Regions from separate parts of the Mus musculus genome. Here region 1 is linked to region 2. Evidence: chromatin contacts called from public HiChIP or PLAC-seq data. All regions are on one chromosome and are shown on one strand. Each heading gives the region's core, a stretch centred on a gene start, on an enhancer-like site or on the middle of the called end of the contact. The rest is flanking DNA. Distances are from core to core; before and after follow the strand shown.

Region 1 (3,926 bases), core at 1,103-3,602, 100 kb after region 2:
TTATCCATTGAGCTGCCTCTCCAACCCCATATATAGCTTTCAGAAGGCCATGCTACACAACCTGCATCAGAAAGTCTCTCTGACAGGCAGTGCTATGTCTTGTCTCTTTAGCTTTTCTTTTCTTGGTGAGCATATCATGGTACATACATAACTAAGGAATCTGCTTTTCACCTAATCACTAAGTTTGGAGTGTGTCAAGGTGTACATGTTTGGGAATTCTTGGTGTTTTAATGTATATACACATCTCAGAGATTGTGTGTTGTTCCTTAATGGATGCACGTTACCTCTGTTTGGTAAGGTTTACTACCAGACTGGGGTTGATAGCTGGCCTTATCTTTATATATCATGTCATGGCATCACCAAATGGGCTCTGAAATACCAGGGAGATTTCTAATGTGGCATTCAATGCTCTTAAAATAAAGGTAAGCTGAAACTGCAGTTTCTCTTAGAGTTAAGAGCCAGTGTTGGTAGAATGTTGTTTCTGCCACATAGTTCATCATAGTGCTTGCAAGATAGAACACACGCATGAGCAGGGGATTAGATCTCACTTTTGCAATGGAGGAATATTTTTAAAATGATGGCCTGCTAGTTAGAAGAAAAATCAGTCCTGACCCTGACTGAGTAGATACCAGCTATTTAAGAACATGCAATCCAAGATGATCTCACCTCAAGGCTGTCATCTTCTACGTGTGGATGGGCTATCCTCCTTTTTTTTTGCCACAAGGAGATAAAAATTATTAGCTTGCTAAAGGTGCACTTGTTAAAGTTAACTTATTGAAGAAAGCAGACACTGAAGTGATGCTAAGCATCCCAAAGCATGTCTTCTGTCCATGTCTCTCAAAGAAGATGGACTATGTCAGTGTTTTCTCCAATAGAAATAAGTTTAGAAGACTTTCTTGACTTGTGACTGTTATCTTACATGGGCATGGTATTCAACTGTCCTCCAAATGCTTAGGTTTATACTCATAGATCAGTGCTGTTCTAAGTCTAAGTTTCTTTTTGCAGCAGGCAACAGCTAGTTTAGAGATCTACAACTAGTCACACTCCAGAGAGTAAATAGTCAGAGAGTGCTTGTTCCTCAACCAGATCTCTCTATTCTACCCATGATGAGGCTCAAGGACCACTGTGGAAGGAGATGGGAGGACATATTTAAGAGCCAGAGTTTGGCATGGAGTGCTAAGAAGATTTCCTATGGGACAATAACATGACTCTGATGCTGAGCCTGATGACCTAGATTTCTTTCTACGATCCATATGGCCAGTAGGGGAGAACCAGTTCCTGTAAGTTGTTTTCTGATCTCTACATATAGTGAACGTGTTCACATGTATGCACAACCCTACACAGTAACACCTCTCCTTATATGCACACACAGAAAATAAAGCATAAAGCAGCTTTAAAAATAATATCTTCTGGACACAACACAGTGTTTGCACGTGTGAACTCACTGCAGTAGTGTTACCCACCTAAGACCTACACAAGACTGGAACCTCACTTTCCTCTAGTACCTGTTGGAGGCTCCTGAGGCTTCACCCCTCACTGAAGGACTACAGCCAGTTAATAGGTTTGGGGGGAAAGAGTTCATTTTCTGTGTCAGTATATCCACTGGTAAGTTGTCTATATTCCAGTTAATGACCCTCCACTCATACCCATTCAAGCAACTATAACTAAATCCATTGGATAAGAAAGAAATGTCATCAAAGTAGGAGGGGCCTTGTTGGAAAGAAAAAAGGTTTCAGGAGACAAAGCAAGAGATAAGAGAAAGAGAAGATAAGATGGGATGGATAAGAAATACATAAGAAGGTGTGAAAATGCCCCCCAAGTTCAGTGTGTACATATACAAAATTGGTGAAGAATAAAAAATAATCTTGGTTTGTATCACACAAAATTTGAGAGAAAATATTGGTGCTTATAATATACAAAGAGAACGTGTATCTTACATGCATGCTGTAATGTTTAAATATATCAAATGTGAAGGGAAATTCACATTGTTGCTAAAGCTGGAGATGTAGCTTTAGTGGCAGATGTTAGGCCTTGGGTTCAATCCGTCACAGAACAAAATTCAATACCCTTCTCAGGTTTCTCTATCACATCAGTATCCTTGTTTGCTAGCAAGGTCAGGAAGATAATGCCTGTATTTGACTTTGCCAAATGGAGAATTCTGGACCCTTCCTATGCTTTGGATCTACTTTGGTGACGGGTTTCATTCTCCATAGGTCTCAGCCATGACTTACCACAGTTGACACTTCTTTCCTGTGTCACATTGGGTATGTCTCTCCCCAGAGCTGATGACTGGTGGTCAAAGCTGCTCTAAGCAGAGGTCATACTGCTGTGGCTAACACCAGCAGTTAAACACACTGCCGCTGCCTGCGAGAGGCCCTTGCACTTCCTTGTTCTTTAAAAAGTCACATTATGTTGTGGGACTAGCTTGTAAAATTTTTGTGGGCAATCAGAAACCCTTGAAGTTTTCACACAGAGAAAGGAAAAGGTTTGCCCCGTGAGAAAGCCAGGGCTGGGTATTTTTGTCCTTTTCTTTCTAGTGCAAGCCGTCTGAGGGAAGATTCTTCATGGCAAAACAGTTCATCAAAACTGAGACCAGGGCTGAAGAATGGTCTGTGCTTCCTGTATTTACTGTTCGCAGTGATGTATGTGTGCGTTTTAGGAACTTTGAACGTCTAGTTGAGTCTGTACTTTTTGTGGCTTGTCTGGGCTCAAATTCACAACCTCATGAAGAGTTATTTTATTGGCTAAAAATGAACTCTGCCCCTTCACTATCAGATACTACAAATGGAGATAGCACAAGCCTTTGAAAACGCTTTATAATGTAGTTGAAAGGGAAACCACTCCATTCAACTTGTTCAGAGATCTGAAAAAAAACATGAACAGTGAGGTTTGATAGGAGGCCACATTGGCGTTTGATGTGAAATGGCTTTCTGAGAAGCATTTCCCCCTCACAACAGGACTAATTATTGTTGGGTCCCTTCTTGACACTTACTTTTTTTTTTTTTTTCCTGGTAATCAAGTTTCCTTTTCCTTAAAACACAAGCTAGAGCTCCGTGATTGGTCGACTCTCCCCACAAACTCACCGCTATGATTGTCCTCCAGTTAGGAGATTTTGGAAATCCCCCTGACATCCTTTTTTTCTTTTTTACCAAATATGTCTCTAGTTGTGTGGCTATGAAATTTTATCCCAAGGGCTGCCTGGCTCTTTCTGACTTTAGTACACACCGAAGTTCATCGTTTGTCTTAATAGCACAGTCCAGAATTCATAAAGCAGTTCCTAGTGGGACAGTGGCCACAGGTCCTCTCAAATAAGATTGCTTAACATTCTTTTAATGTGAGAAGAAAGCTCTGGAGAGTTACCATTTCTTCTCTGGCCTGTGGGTGGTGTTCAGGTGAATCAGAAGTGTGCCAGCATTGCCAGGGAGTTCGACCTAACTTTTCTCTGTCCCTCTGGGGCCTTTAAGATGATAACATCGAGTTATCGGCCTGCTTAAAGAGGTAGCTATTACTCCGAATTCCTTTGAAGTGTTGAAGAAAGAGACGACACTGCTCTTCACTGCCTTTGGCTCCTTCACACGGTGTCTACTTTCTGCTACCTTGGTACTAAAGTTAGGCCTACTCCTTCAGAAGACTGTTGCAGTCTTCCAGTGACCAAGAAATCTTGATGAAGCTATATGGTGTACCCATTGAGGAGGACATTTGTAACTTATCCAGGGACTTCTGGAAGTACAAGCATAAGAGTTAAAGGTTGATTTTTCTCCCACTGTACATACCTGTCCTATGCATGCACGACGTCTTCTAAACTATACTTTTGGTAAGCTACTCTGGTTTGGGTCTTAACTTGGAGTTCTTCAAGATGTGACAAAGTTTTTCTACCTTTCCTCCCTTCCTCCCTCCTGCCTCCTTCTTTCCCTTCCTGTGTTCCT
Region 2 (3,503 bases), core at 466-2,965:
TCTCTCCCCTCCCCTGTCTCTCCATCTCTCTGTCTTTCTCTCACTCTCTTTTTCTCATTAGGTGTGTCTGTGTGTGTGTGTGTGTGTGTGTGTGTGTGTGTGTGTGCCATAATGGAGCCCATAGCATTACATGCTAACTTCACAAATTAACTTAAAGAAGAAAAACATCTTGGTTATCTTCAACTATACTTGCTTTCAAGAAAGGTTTTGAACAAAGGTATTGAACCAATGAGAATGCTTTAGATAACTGAGTATCTGGAAAGGATGCAGATATAGAAGGAGAAATGGTCAGGCGTAGATGTCAGTGTTTACACAAGTAAAAGAACTACCATATGCAGACAGCAGACCGGAAGTAAAACATGGCATAACCAATCAGAAGACAAATAGTTATGAGAAGAATATGTTATTATTTATAAAAGATCAAAGCACTGTCATTCTTTAAAAGGTTATCTATGAAGATGGGTAGAATGGTAAGGATTAACATTGCATAGAAAATTTCTTGGTGTGCTGGGGGGAGTGTTACACTATCCTTCAAAGTTTATTGTATACAACACCAATTTTACATTAATGTTCTGGTCAAATGCCAGTAAACACCCATGAAATACATCTATTGGGCAGTAAGCAATTGGTCTATGAAGAAGCATATTTTAAGGATATTTTGTATTCATCAACATTTAGAAGTAGCCTCCATGGTTGACAGAGCACTTTAAACAGAAAAATGAAACTATGGGCATCTGCTAATTGCATACTTATTCAAAAATCTTTTTTAAAAATTCTGTATAAGAACCCAGCAATTGCATGATAATAGACAGCCCTACCTACAATGCTTAAGCCCCATCCCTTACTACACCCTCAATTTCCTGGTTCACCTTAGACACATTACTCAACGTTTCTCTCACTATCAAGTTCTACAGAAATGACATTTGATTTCTTAGGTCCTTCTGTTCCATTTTAATGTTGATATTCCTATCTGTGCTGTATTTGGTGAGAGTAAGGTCAGTTTATTAAAAGTTCATTTTTAATATAGAGCTATTTACAAAGCATCCTTAAAATATGATGGTACTTCAGGGGAATGCCAGGGCCAGAAAACAGGAGTGGGTTGGTTGGAGAGTGAGGGGAAGGTATAGGGGGCTTTGGGGATAGCATTTGAAATGCAAATGAAGAAAATATCTAATAAAAATAATGAAAAAAATATGATGGTACTTATTATGTACTAGGCACATAAGATACACTCTTTCATGAGAAGAGGCAAGAGAAGACAATAGTCAGAGAGTGAAGTCTGGAAGTTTGAACATATCCATGTATTACTCCCAACCATGTGGTCTCAGGTGCTTCAGAATCTTTAATATTTATAGGAATCATTAGTATCGAAAGCAGATTACACATCAGTAAAAGGAGGTGGGGCTTGAGAGCTTGTAGTTCTAACAAGCTCTCTCTCATGTGAGGCTGATGTGTCTGCTCCTTGGATTATATTGCTGTCATTCAGTTTTCCTTCCTGTAACTGTTTAGGGCTAACATAGTTCCTCTGAGTGTACTTTAGAAATGGCTGACATTCAGTGAATGCCACTGTTACTTATTAGCATGACCGGTCTTTATGTAATTTCCACAGGACCAACAGGTGCAGTTATTAACCGGTTTCTCTAACGTCAGTGACTTGTTTGGGGATTGAGGACAGAAAGTTTAAGTGTCAGTCTCTATGACTTTCACAGGAAGTTGTGGTACAGACTTCCTTGTTTACTATGACTACGACTATGACTACGACTACTACAACTACTACAACTACCACTGCTGCTACTACTACAAATACTACTGCTACTACTAAAATATTTCATTCCTCAAACTCAAGTTCTTTTTTTTTTTTTTTATTTTTCTTTCCATTTTTTATTAGGTATTTAGCTCATTTACATTTCCAATGCTATACCAAAAGTCCCCCATACCCACCCACCCCCACTCCCCTATCCACCCACTCCCCCTTTTTGGCCCTGGCGTTCCCCTGTACTGGGGCATATAAAGTTTGTGTGTCCAATGGGCCTCTCTTTCCAGTGATGGCCGACTAGGCCATCTTTTGATACATATGCAGCTAGAGTCAAGAGCTCCGGGGTACTGGTTAGTTCATAATCAAACTCAAGTTCTTAACCATTCTGTTCCCTGTTCAGTGGACTCATTTCTTAGTAGTTTTCCCAAGAGTCTATTAATCATCGGAAATTTCCTCCTTCTGGACCTTGTGACAACCTAAGTCATGACTTTAATGGACACAGCGACCTGTCTTCTCTGCAGTTTTCAATGTGCGTTGACAGCTTCTGATCCTTTATAAGCTACTTGCTTCTCTCAGCATAGTTTTTCTTCAAACTTGTATTAACTTTATTATATTGCAAAAGGAGAAAGAACCAGAAATGATGGGTTTAGATGAGAGGGTTTTTGAAAGGAGATTTTTTGGGGTGGGGATGGGGGGAGAGGCTATGCTTTCTGCCCTCTTCATTGCTCTCATGATCACTGGGGAATCTCTGGGGTGGCCTTATCAGGTTTAACTGTGGGGTTGGGCCTTCCTTAGGTGAAATTTTATTAGAGTGACTGATTTGAACATTTAACATCTGGTAAGTTCTCTCTGGATTCAAAAGAGCTTAAAAAGAATGTGGACAGTGGTCAATAAACCCAGGATGCTAATGAGAATGTGAGTCAAGCCTGGCTCAAGTTTTTAGTGTTTTATTGAAAAAGCAATGATCCAAGGCATTTTTATAGGGGCTAATGTTCTTTGTGTACCAGAAAGAAAGTGAATTAATGTTTCCTATTCCTAAAAACATTACTTGTTTACGTTTGAAATTGAGTTTGGGCTTGAAAAACAAATATAAAACATTGGCTCAAAACAATAAGTTGAAAAACACCCCAACTTATTTCTTATTTATTCTTTTCTTGGAGACTGTTGTCAGGAACAGTTTGCTGTGGTTCATTCTTTCTCAGCTTCAACAGAGCAAAGCACTTGTTCTCTTTCAGATTCGAAGTTAGCTTTTTCCTTGCCTTTAGATTTACACACCAGTAGTAGGCTACAAAGTCAGTGGCTGATAACTAATATATTACCGAAGTTTAGGTGTTTGTTATTTTCAGAGAGCAATGATTTAAAAGTGCAACACGCCAACTAGAACTTATTTAAAGCGATTAACAGAAGAGAAATCAGATATCTCAAAATAGCAATGCTAAGCAGACTGTGCCAGTAATTTAAGGGGAAGTGATCAAATCTGAGAAGTGAGGGTTCTTGCTATAAATCTTAGCATCTGACTTTATCACCGGTTTCATTTCCTCATGAGAGATTCCAAAGACATGTTAAGCATGAACACTGTGCTTCTGTCTTTGACCTCTATGGAATAATTTCTCATCATTCCCTTCACAGACCAATGCAGTTGTATACACTTATTTGTTTTTACATGAACCCATCCACTCCATGCTTGTAAATTGAGATCATTCTACAAAATAGCCTTGCCAACAGACTGAATGTGGGGAATCCAGAA

What was found. HiChIP or PLAC-seq counts read pairs in DNA pulled down with a chosen protein or histone mark.
Region 1: a contact with region 2 is called in a CTCF HiChIP or PLAC-seq map of CD8 T cells, with 10 read pairs. The contact joins two enhancer-like sites. A contact is called at or near these places in 1 of 15 datasets of contacts at CTCF or cohesin (CD8 T cells), 4 of 484 Hi-C or Micro-C datasets (CD4 T cells, nephron progenitors, regulatory T cells and 1 more), 5 of 115 datasets of contacts at active chromatin or transcription factors (CD8 T cells, embryonic stem cells, memory CD8 T cells and 2 more) and 1 of 9 other capture datasets (bone marrow-derived macrophages).

What each region holds. Positions count from the first base shown.
Region 1 is chr15:5,515,054-5,518,979 of GRCm38.p6, forward strand. The region is part of intron 1 of 5430437J10Rik (RIKEN cDNA 5430437J10 gene); the gene reads left to right. Among named protein-coding and RNA genes, the nearest start is that of 5430437J10Rik, 21 kb to the left of the region's middle. Within about 2 kb of position 2,353, at least 91 of the 459 cell types and tissues checked have an H3K27ac peak or open chromatin away from gene starts, as enhancers often do. A contact at or near this core is called in CD8 T cells, bone marrow-derived macrophages, memory CD8 T cells and 2 more, where this site is marked.
Region 2 is chr15:5,412,951-5,416,453 of GRCm38.p6, forward strand. It overlaps the pseudogene Gm46496. Among named protein-coding and RNA genes, the nearest start is that of 5430437J10Rik, 82 kb to the right of the region's middle. Within about 2 kb of position 1,716, at least 78 of the 459 cell types and tissues checked have an H3K27ac peak or open chromatin away from gene starts, as enhancers often do. A contact at or near this core is called in CD8 T cells, bone marrow-derived macrophages, memory CD8 T cells and 2 more, where this site is marked.